2 separate regions of the Danio rerio genome follow, and region 2 is linked to region 1. Evidence: chromatin contacts called from public Micro-C data. All regions are on one chromosome and are shown on one strand. Each heading gives the region's core, a stretch centred on a gene start, on an enhancer-like site or on the middle of the called end of the contact. The rest is flanking DNA. Distances are from core to core; before and after follow the strand shown. Region 1 overlaps ank3a (ankyrin 3a). Region 2 overlaps LOC141378555.

Evidence for each region. Hi-C and Micro-C count contacts between places; a contact is called where the count stands out from the background.
Region 2: a Micro-C map of caudal fin shows a contact between it and region 1, with 9 times the contacts expected there. The contact joins two enhancer-like sites. A contact is called at or near these places in 2 of 18 Hi-C or Micro-C datasets (caudal fin and embryo).

What each region holds. Positions count from the first base shown.
Region 1 is chr17:22,138,373-22,143,709 of GRCz12tu, reverse strand. All of the region lies in intron 1 of ank3a (ankyrin 3a), which reads left to right. The region is part of intron 1 of LOC141378555; the gene reads right to left. Among named protein-coding and RNA genes, the nearest start is that of ank3a, 34 kb to the left of the region's middle. Within about 2 kb of position 3,654, at least 14 of the 62 cell types and tissues checked have an H3K27ac peak or open chromatin away from gene starts, as enhancers often do.
Region 2 is chr17:22,175,898-22,180,887 of GRCz12tu, reverse strand. The region is part of intron 1 of LOC141378555; the gene reads right to left. Among named protein-coding and RNA genes, the nearest start is that of ank3a, 3.6 kb to the right of the region's middle. Within about 2 kb of position 2,752, at least 9 of the 62 cell types and tissues checked have an H3K27ac peak or open chromatin away from gene starts, as enhancers often do.

The DNA of each region.
Region 1 (5,337 bases), core at 2,405-4,904:
ACAAGCAAACAGATGGCATACAGACCCACTGATGGGCACACACATATGGTCACACACACACACACACGCAGAAATACTGCAGACTGATATTCACAAATTCATTCTTATTTCTTTTATTTATGATATATATGGTTTATATGTGGATTTGACATGCAGAGAGAAGCTTTGTTTTCCAACCTAGGCTCATTGGAACTACGTGCCTCAGCCTACATTGTGAAATGTAGTATGTTGCTTTGGGTACATTTCTTTACTTGTTTCATATGACATCACCTTTTGCAAATCTGAAATATTGCTATTTTTTGTTAAACTAAAGTGCACAGTGTCTTTTGGTAAAATAAGCATAATTTAGAGGCTTTTGCCTTTCATATAAGCCACTTCTGATACTAAATAATCAACTAGAAGTCAAGTTATTATTTGTTGTTTCCAAAACTTGGATAGGTGACAAGACTTTTTGTGTATTCATTTTTAGACAACGCCACTGGCTTTCATGGTTTGGGACTTGTGGAGCTGCGCATCGATAGATTTGCTCTTCGGTGTTTAAACTCTCAGCAGTGAATATTAAACCACACTGAACTGAACTGAACTGAACTTCAACAGTGAACTATAATCTTCTATGTGAAGCTGCTTTAAAACAATCTAAATTGTAAAAATGCTATAGAAATAAAGATCAATTGAATTGAATTGAATTTCAATAAAAGTCTGTTCACTTGGCAGCCATATTTGCAATACCTATGTCCATTTCATCCAAGACCACATCTTATCTTTATGAATGGATGAAGAAATGCTTACAGAAATCACAATTAAATCCTATATTTCTAATCAATAACAAAATCGGAAGCGATCTGTTCTATTGTTGTTATTACTTAAGCACTAATTATGTTTACAACATTCGCAACTGCATATGCGCAGTTGTTCCGAAACTGCTTTCTGTTCTACGGCTGCTTTCATGGTAACCAGGGGACGCTGTTACAAACACTAAAAGAACAGAAGCAAAACCAGGAGACCGACACTGGAAGGACACAAAAAGGGCTGTGATTTTAATTAATTTCATATGTTAGAATCAACACAGTCACGCAGTTGCCGTAACGACCATACAAATCTGTACAGAACCCTCCTCCAGTGAATTGCCAGGCTATAAAAATTAACAATTGGCTATTTTGCCCTATTTCGACTTCCTCCTCTTTGGCAGCCAAACTGAGCATAGCAATTTTCCCCATTCAGTGTAATGAGAATGCACAGTCTTTGTATATCTGTAGTCTTTTGCAATCACATAGAAATTCAAGGTGCTGTATGTAAGTTTTTGACTCTTCTAAAGCATAAAAATGCCATAATATGTTTGCAGATATTTAAGAAACATGCCAAATGAACATTCTTGTTTTTCTTAAAAACAGTACTTAAGTCAGATATTCTCTGTTAAAAACGTGCTTTCTGTGTCAGAACGCTGTCTTTGTTTTGATTCTTTAAACCCACCCAATGTCAGTTTAGCCAATTATATTTCAGTTCTCCAGGTTGCCTTGGTGGAAAACCGCATATTTCATTCATTCATTTAGAAAGTCTCCGGTGGACAGTAGCAGACTCCAAAATGAAATGCAGATTCATAGTTCCACATGAGGTTATTAATTAGCAAATTATATAAATATTACGAATGTAAGCATCAGGTGAGCAGGCTACATTGTAACATTGTGTCCAAACAACACGCTGCATGACAAGATTTGCAGGGGTAAGCAATTTGTCTGTTTGCACAAGACGAAACACGACAGAAATTTAAATACAGCCGTTCTGAAGCACAGAATATGCACTCACTCGCAAAATGGTAAGGGTTATACTTAAATTAATACATATTAAACCTATTTAACATTATTATAAGTACATGCTGAATGATTGATATTTGCCACAGTTCTAAAGTTACATTTCAGACGGTTTATTTCATTTTCAAGATAAATAAATAAATATATTCAATGGTAATACTACAGCAGATAAATAAAATATCAATTTCAGGTTTTGGTCAGGACAAAAACTCTTTTTAGTGTGAAAAAAACTTTCCGCTATTGCATGACATTGCTTTTAGTTAGAAAACAGTTCAAATCAGCCCTTATTCTCGATATTCAGGTACAATCATGTCAATCTGGCACCCTGTGCTCGCGTGTGTTTTGATCCAGGAGTGCAATACCTAGTTCAACCACTGAGTGTCAAACTTACATAAAGCACCTTTAAGTATGTTTTTGTTGTTTCACAAAAATGTAGGCTGAGCCACAAATATCCAATGAGCCTGTGCTGGTGTTTTTAGGTATTAGTATTAGTTGCCAAATTTGTCATTCGAGTGCCTCAGGTTTTTGTCTTTTTCGTCATCTTTTACTCTATCTTTCAACAGATGCAGATTATTATGCATTGAAATAGTTAGCCTAGCTCGAACTGAGCCTAAATCTTTTACACCAATCCCCCCCCCCCTCCCCCTTCCCACCACCAAAAAAAAGTTCGTCAGTATGATCAGAGTATGACCATGCAGCTGTGGTTGTTAGTGTGATATGTTTTATATGAATTTCTATTGAAGTTGTCAATTCTTCATCGAAAGTTGTTTATAAAATATTTCATCTTGTAAACGTAGCTTCATAGGACCCTATGTGTTAAATATATTCTCAAAATGACATATTATAATAAATGTATACCATCAAAAATGTAACATCAGTAAGTAAAATGTAATAAGTTTTAACATGTATTCAGTAAGGATGCTACTGTTATGACCAATATAATGAAAAATAGCAAAACATTTTTTATGGGTGCTAATTGAACACATTGGTATTCAAATGTTGACACTGCATAGAATTCAGCTTTTCCACCACAAGGACTATATAAATATGTAGGTTACATTAAACTAATACAGTTATTTTAAATTGTAGAAATATTTCTCAATTTTGCTGTGTTTAAAGTGATAGTTCACACAATAATAATAATTCTGTTAACCTGATAAACCTGATCCATAACAGTTTGATTTGTTTGTTCTGTTGAACACAATGGGAGATGCATTAAAAAGTGTTGGAAAGTATAACTATTGACTTCCAGGAAGAGCAAATGCTATGGATGTCAATGGTTACAGGTTTTCAACATTTTTCAGTGCATCTCCTTTTGTGTTCAACAGAACAAAAAGAAACTGTTATGGAACAGGTCAAAGGTGAGTGAATAATGACAGAATATAAAATGGGATATTTATATTGTCGATATAATTGTCCTGAACATTGCAGTAATCCATATTGCCACTTTGACCTGAAAGTTAGCAAAAAGCACCATTAGCATTTGAAAGTGATGCACTTAGGTGGCATCATTGTCGTTTGCTACTGTGACACTGAAAACCAGCCATTTGCAAGAATTACAGGGTCCACTTTGCGATCGATCTGTTCCTTTTTATGTTGCATTAGTGTTTTTCGGGGATCAGCTAACTTGAACTGAAAGACGGATGCTACGGACATGGTGCCAATTACACACTCAACCCTCTGCATCTTTATTTTGTGGTTTTACATGCTCTTACTGTCATTTATGAATAATAGAAACGATTTTTTATTCAAAATCTGATCATTTTAATTGTAGGGTGTGAGGGTGTTGTGATTTTAGCATGTAACAGTGTTACTCACTGCACCCTTGTGGTGAAATAAGTTAATGCACTCTATTTAAAACATCAATCTCTCTCTCTCTCTTTGTGTGTGTGTGTGCGTGCGCGCGCAAAGTAGGCTAACTAGGCTAACATACAGAGCCAGAGAGTTAATGTCACTTGTCATTTCTCCAGAGAGAAGACGAAGCAATCGGGTGTGACCTGGATTCATTATAGAGAAACAGATCAAATCTAAAGAAAAAGTGAGAGGGGAGAATATAAGCGTGTTTTTTTTAATAAAAAATGTAGAACCTGTAGCAAGGCCTTAACCACCTCATTACTGAAACACAGAACCAGATTTTAGAAATTGTCTTGGTTTTGAAGTGGCCATCGTGTTCAGGATTTTTATTGGTTGAAAATGTAGGTCAGGTTGAAACCGTTAAACAGATCCTTTCAGCCACGTGAAATGACAGTAAATCTACATTAACAGCAGTTCTCCATTCACCTTTGACATAACGTGATCTCTAAGGGCATTATTGCAGGTGTCGAATGATTATTTTAAGTAAAGATTTTTTCATTCAATGTAATTGGCTGGTGAGATACAGAGACACGCCCCCACAAATACATTATAATCAGTTGTAGACTCTTAAATACAGCTCTAAAATATGTCAAATTTGCCTAATAATTTTCAAAGTGTGTTGTTTCCTAGTAGGAGGACCAAAGTGTAATGAGCAACATCTGTTTGTTTGTATATACTAAATACATTCAAAAGTGGCTTATAAAAACTGATTGTTTTAGATTCCTAAAGTGACCCTCTGTTAAGAGAAATTTCTTTCTTATGTTCAGTTAAGAGCATGTCTCTTTATTGTTTTTTATATATATGGCTTCAGCTTCTCTTTCAAACCACCAGAGGGCAGTAGAGAATCACTGAACACAATGCTTATATGGAGCATCTGTGAATATTGCAGTATGCGCAAAGACACGGGGAATTGATTTGCATGCATATATGCATTCATTGTGTTGTGCAACATATAAGCAATATGTTCTGTACTCCATGTACAGATGTCATTTTAAAAATGTTTTTTGGGATTTTTAGAATTTTCATGATTTGAAATGATTAGCTTTTTGCAGATCTTCAATATACAGTAGTCCTCAGTCACAGCAGCCAGGACAAAATGTTATAAGAAGGCCATCTTTGCTCTAAGTGTTCTGTGAAGGACAGAAATGTTTCATAAATGCCAAGCAGACAACACAGGGTCCAGGATAATGCTCCCGGATGTCCTGTCGACATTGACCCTGAGCCAGGGTTTACAATTAACACTTTGGCAAGTAAATTTAGCTTTGGCAAATTGCTGGCTGCTGCCTGGTGACTTTTTTGTGCTGTTCTAATTCTAGAGTGTCATGACCTGTGACAAAATGTAGTAAATGTGAAAAACTACACATTTTATAATATTTTTCTATTAAAAAGATTGATTATAAAGACATTTATATTGTTAAAAATAAATTCAAATAAATGTTATTCTTATAAACATTGTATTTATTAAAAGATCCGGAAAATGTTTCAGTTTCCACAAAAGTGTTAAGCAGACCAACCTCTTTTAAAGAGGAGGAGAATTTGCATTTAGAAACAGAATCATGGAAATGGCAATAAAAAATGGCATTTAAAAAAATGAGAATTTGTACAGTTGAAGGCAAAAATTCTTAGCTCTCCTGTGAGATTTAAATTGTTTCAAATTTCTCTGTTCTAACTAAGC
Region 2 (4,990 bases), core at 1,503-4,002, 38 kb before region 1:
CCACTTTTGAGCACTTTGATATGGTATGACATTTTAATTTGGTGGCCTTGATTGTTTTCACTCCGTGTCCCTCAAAGGGCAAAGTATTCCATTTGGAACATCACTTGAGTCTTAGCTACCAAATTTGGTGAAACACCTATGGTGTACCGTTTCGCTTACTTTTACTATTTTTTGAAAATGTGTAATACGACAAAGTAAACTTTAGTACATGCTACCTCATTGTTGTTCATGTGCACGGATCTGCAATTCCCCCACATTTTGAAAATAGTAAATTCATTCATTCATTCATTCATTCATTCATTCATTCATTCATTCATTCATTCATTCAATCATTTTCTTTTCAGCTTAGTCCCTTTATTAATCTGGTGTCACCACAGCGAAATGACTCGCCAACTTATCAGCATGTTTTTATACAGCGGATGCCCTTCCAGTCACAACCCATCACTGGGAAACATCGATTCACACTCATTCACACTCATACCCAATTCACCTATACTGCATGTCTTTGGACTTGTGGGGGAAACGGGATCACCCGGAGGAAACCCACGCGATTGTGGAGAGAACATGCAAACTCCACACAGAAATGCCAACTGACCCAGCCGAGGCTCGAACCAGCAACCTTTTTGCTGTGAGGCGACAGCACTACCTACTGCGTCACCCTCAAAAAAGTAAACTTTACTGAATTATTAAACACACTGATTTGGGACGCCTTAATTTTTTTCAGAAAACTATTAAGGTTGGATAGTATTGAAATGCATAATGTCTCATTCAGGAATTTTTTTTTTTTTTTTTTATGGTTGTGTCATAGCTAATTCAAATGATTTGTTCAAATAAGTAAATGTAAATGCATGAATCATTTAGGCTTATTTAAATAAGTCTTTGAATGATTTACTCAACTGATTCTTTCAGGAACTATACACAGCTGTGTTGCAAGGAGATGCATCTAGTAAAATATTTTCTTTAGCTGAGCTGAAAATGTATAAATCAGTGTAACAAGTGCCATCTAGCGTTTGCATTGGTTACAGGGATGCACCTATAGGTGGCGACAAATGACTGTCTGAATAATTCAACATATTCATTTAACCACGCTACCATTTTGTTGGAGTTGCAGCTAATGAAAGTTTTCGCTGGCTGAGCAAAAACTGAGAAATTAACTGTGAGTATTCTCAAATGTAAGTTACACAAATATATACATCTTGATTATCGTTGTGTAAAACAATAGATGTGAAGTCAGTTTTGCTGTGGATCATTTGAATACCAACGAGCTGAATTGCTTGTGTAATAATTTTTTTTAATTCCAGACTCATTTTAAAGCTATCATAGTAAAATGATTTTTAAATCATTAATCTTGGAACCGGTTTTGATAGACTTCCATTTAGTTGGGGTATTTATTGGCTGTCAGAATGTTGCTTCACCACGCGTGTCAACAAAAGAAAAAATCAACTCACGTGATCGTGAATTATACAGTCAAGCCGTTTGAGAGATACACCCTGTAATTAGTGGCAGGTTCATTCAAAAACAGCAGGGACACCTGAAGTGCAAATAATTACTTCTGCGCACGACGGTCGTATATTGTCTGTCACATTCTTCCCAATTTTAGTCAAGGAGAAACGTCTTGGAGAAATGTCAGGGATTGCCCATTCTACTGGTCATACAAGCTTTGCAAAGTCAAACTTCAGTCTTGCAAAATTCCTGTCAAACAAACATGAATAATTTTTGGTCTTTAAACATAAAGTCAGGCAAATGAAAACCTAGAACTAAAACCTAAAGTCTGACCCTTATAATGTGTGTTGCCATTTTCTCACTCTTCTGTTGAACACAAAAGAAGATATTTTGAAGAATGTTAGAAACCGATATTCATTGACTTTCACAGCTGGAAAAATTACTATGGAACTTAATGGCTACAACATTTAACATTTCCTACATTCTTCAAAATATCTTCCTTTAACTATCTATAACCTGATCTGATGTTTTCCATATCTTGTTGTCAGTTTGTGATTTTAAAAACAAAACGAGATGATCTTTTATAATGTCTTTGTTTATATTTTACAGTTACAATCCACATACGGGATGTCTGGGTATGAAGCCTGTAAAACTGCTTAACGTCTGAGACCCTTCACTTCAAAGCTGCACATCAGTGCTTCTGTTTCGACACACAATGACCGTCTCTGAGCCTGAATCAAGTTCCTCCCATACTCGCAGCAATAAGTTGGCCAAACTGTTGTACAGGTCAGTCTCAAAGAACACTTTATTTATGAGGCTAACCACCAGAGGGCAGAACAAAGAGGCACTGGATTTGTGGGTGCTCAGTTTTTTGTGTATGTGCGCGTCGGAAAGCAGAATCGATCACCGCCGACTAGAGGTAGTCCCTCACGTCCCAGCCATAAGCTGTTCCTCACACACACACACTCACACTCACACACACACACACACACACACACACACACACACACACACACACACACACATATACAAAGAGACACAGATTATGAATAATTCATGAGAGAGGTGTAAGTCAGTCACAGTGCCACACAGAATCACTGACTAACGCTCAGCAGCTTACTGAAAAACCGAGCTTGTGCTGTTTTTTTTGGAGGGTTTTTTTGCCGGTGGTGGCAATCATTGATGTGTGTGTGAAACTGTAGGTGGAGCGTCTGTGTGTGTGTTGTCAGTGATGTACTGTATAGTGCTAGAAGCTTTTGCTTGGCCAAGCCCAACAGTCTGTGACCAGATTACTGTCTCTCTCTTCATCCCCCTCTTTTTCACACTCGCTCTCCTCCAGATTCCCTCCTCCCGCTGCCTTTCTCTTCTCTTTCCCTGTATTCATCGCTCTGTGGTGATGATTCTGTTATCCAAATGGAGAGGAGGAGAAAGAGAGCTGGCTGTGGGGCCGCCATGTCTGCATGCCGAAGAGCGTTATATCACAAACCTCTTGAGAAAGTCATGCCATCCAATGGCATTACTTGATTTTCTAAGAAATAAATCTTGGGATGTAACCACCCAATGCATTCACATCTATTAATGAGAATGACAATCCGTCCCCCTGAATTTTGTGCTTCCTTGCATTGTATCTGTGGAGCACAATAGAAAATATTTGGCAGAATGTTCTCATTGCTTCTTTTTTCAATAAAGATGAATGAATGGAATCAAGCTCCAAATTGAAATACAAACAAACTGAAATATGACCATAATAGCACAGATAATTTGCCTTTTACAAAATATCACAGATTGATACCAGTCTGATACCAGTATCAGTACATCCCTAAAACAGATATACTATACATCCCTAAAAATATAAAATTTATGTATAATTTTTTTTTTTATTTGGCCACAAAATCTTACCTGTCAACATTGGGATGTGTAAATACTTTCATTGTAAATAAACAGTTGAAACGATCTGTAATATGTTTTTTAATTATTATTATTATTTACAAAGGATAGAATAAATAGTATACATTAAAAAAGCTACAAATAAATTAACAAACAGGTTTGCTCATCACAATTAATAGCTATTATAAAGAAATTGAATTAAGTTGTCAAATCTCAATAACCTTTTCTTAACTGTAAAACTTAAACATTCTAATTATAGAGCAGTGAATGAATCTCATTTAAATTTTTCATTAGATCACATTAAATAACAGAGGTGTCACTTAAAAAATGCATAGATCCATAATGAAAGCATTCGATTGCTTTATGCTCAAAACTGTTTATGCTCATTTAAAACAAAAATTGTTGTGTTTTAAAGAAAACCCACCAAGATCGACTTGTTTAGATGTTATTACTTTAGCTTTTTCTTAGTGTGAAGATCTGTGTGTAGACGTGTGCATCGTCTGACAGCCTTGTTTTGAAGATTGCATAGAAGGGACAACAATGCCTGTAATGGAAAGGAAGGGAATCCTGGCATTTTCTATATATTTTGAAATGTTTTTATGCCTAAATAAAATGAAAGAGCAAAATAGATTCAAAATTAAGTTCAATGGGCGTCCCCTGGTGGTTCGGCAGTATATGTCTTGTATAGGGAGGATCGGCTCTTTAATGTTTATTGCCACCCTTCATAAAAAGATTGAAAAAAAAAACAAAAAACGGCAGAAATACGGGAAAATATCTTTACGGTATGATAGCGGGATAGAATTGTATAATACAGGAGAATCAAGAGGGTTTACTGGTATGTCACAAATTAAGCATACTTATATTAGATTACTTACTTATAAGGATTATATTGAAGGACCACTGGATTAATGTCTACCAATAAATCACCTTTGCCATGGCAGGAATAAATAACCTTGTCAAATATATTAAGGAGAAAACAAATATTATGTTTTTAAATGAAATAAATGCAGCTTTGGTGACCATATAATAGTGCAAATATTAAAGGGGTGGTCCACTACAATTTCATATTTTAAACTTTAGTTGATGCTGCTTTGCGGGCAAACGATTGAGCTACAAATTCATATTTATCAGTCAAACTGCTGTAAACACCCACACATACACTTCACCAGCGCATTCGTTTCGCTCTATGTGTGTGCGCGACTTTGCATTGTTTCTCTTTAGGCAGATTTTTCATGCGTTTTACATCTCAGATAATGAAGTTGTGGATGATATGTGATATATAAGATATGTGGATAATTCATCTTACTTACACCTGCATATTCTGGATATTTGTGAAAGACATCGTGTAAATCGTCGAGTTTAAAAAAATACAGGATAGCTCACCTAACTCGTGATAGCAGCAGAAAAATAAATCAAGGCTCACACAAGTCGCATCCCACATCTTGTGCTTTATTCTTCTGTCACAATATATTACAGAAAATAAGTTAATCGGAGCATCAGAGAAAAAGAAAAAGAAAGTCCGACGCACATGCGCTAGTTACAGAAAGTTCACACATTCACACACACACATAGATACACACACAAAGACGATTCCTCTTAAAGGAGCCGCACCCCATTTTCACTCGTTACAGACACATGTCAGATTTTATTTTAGAGAGCA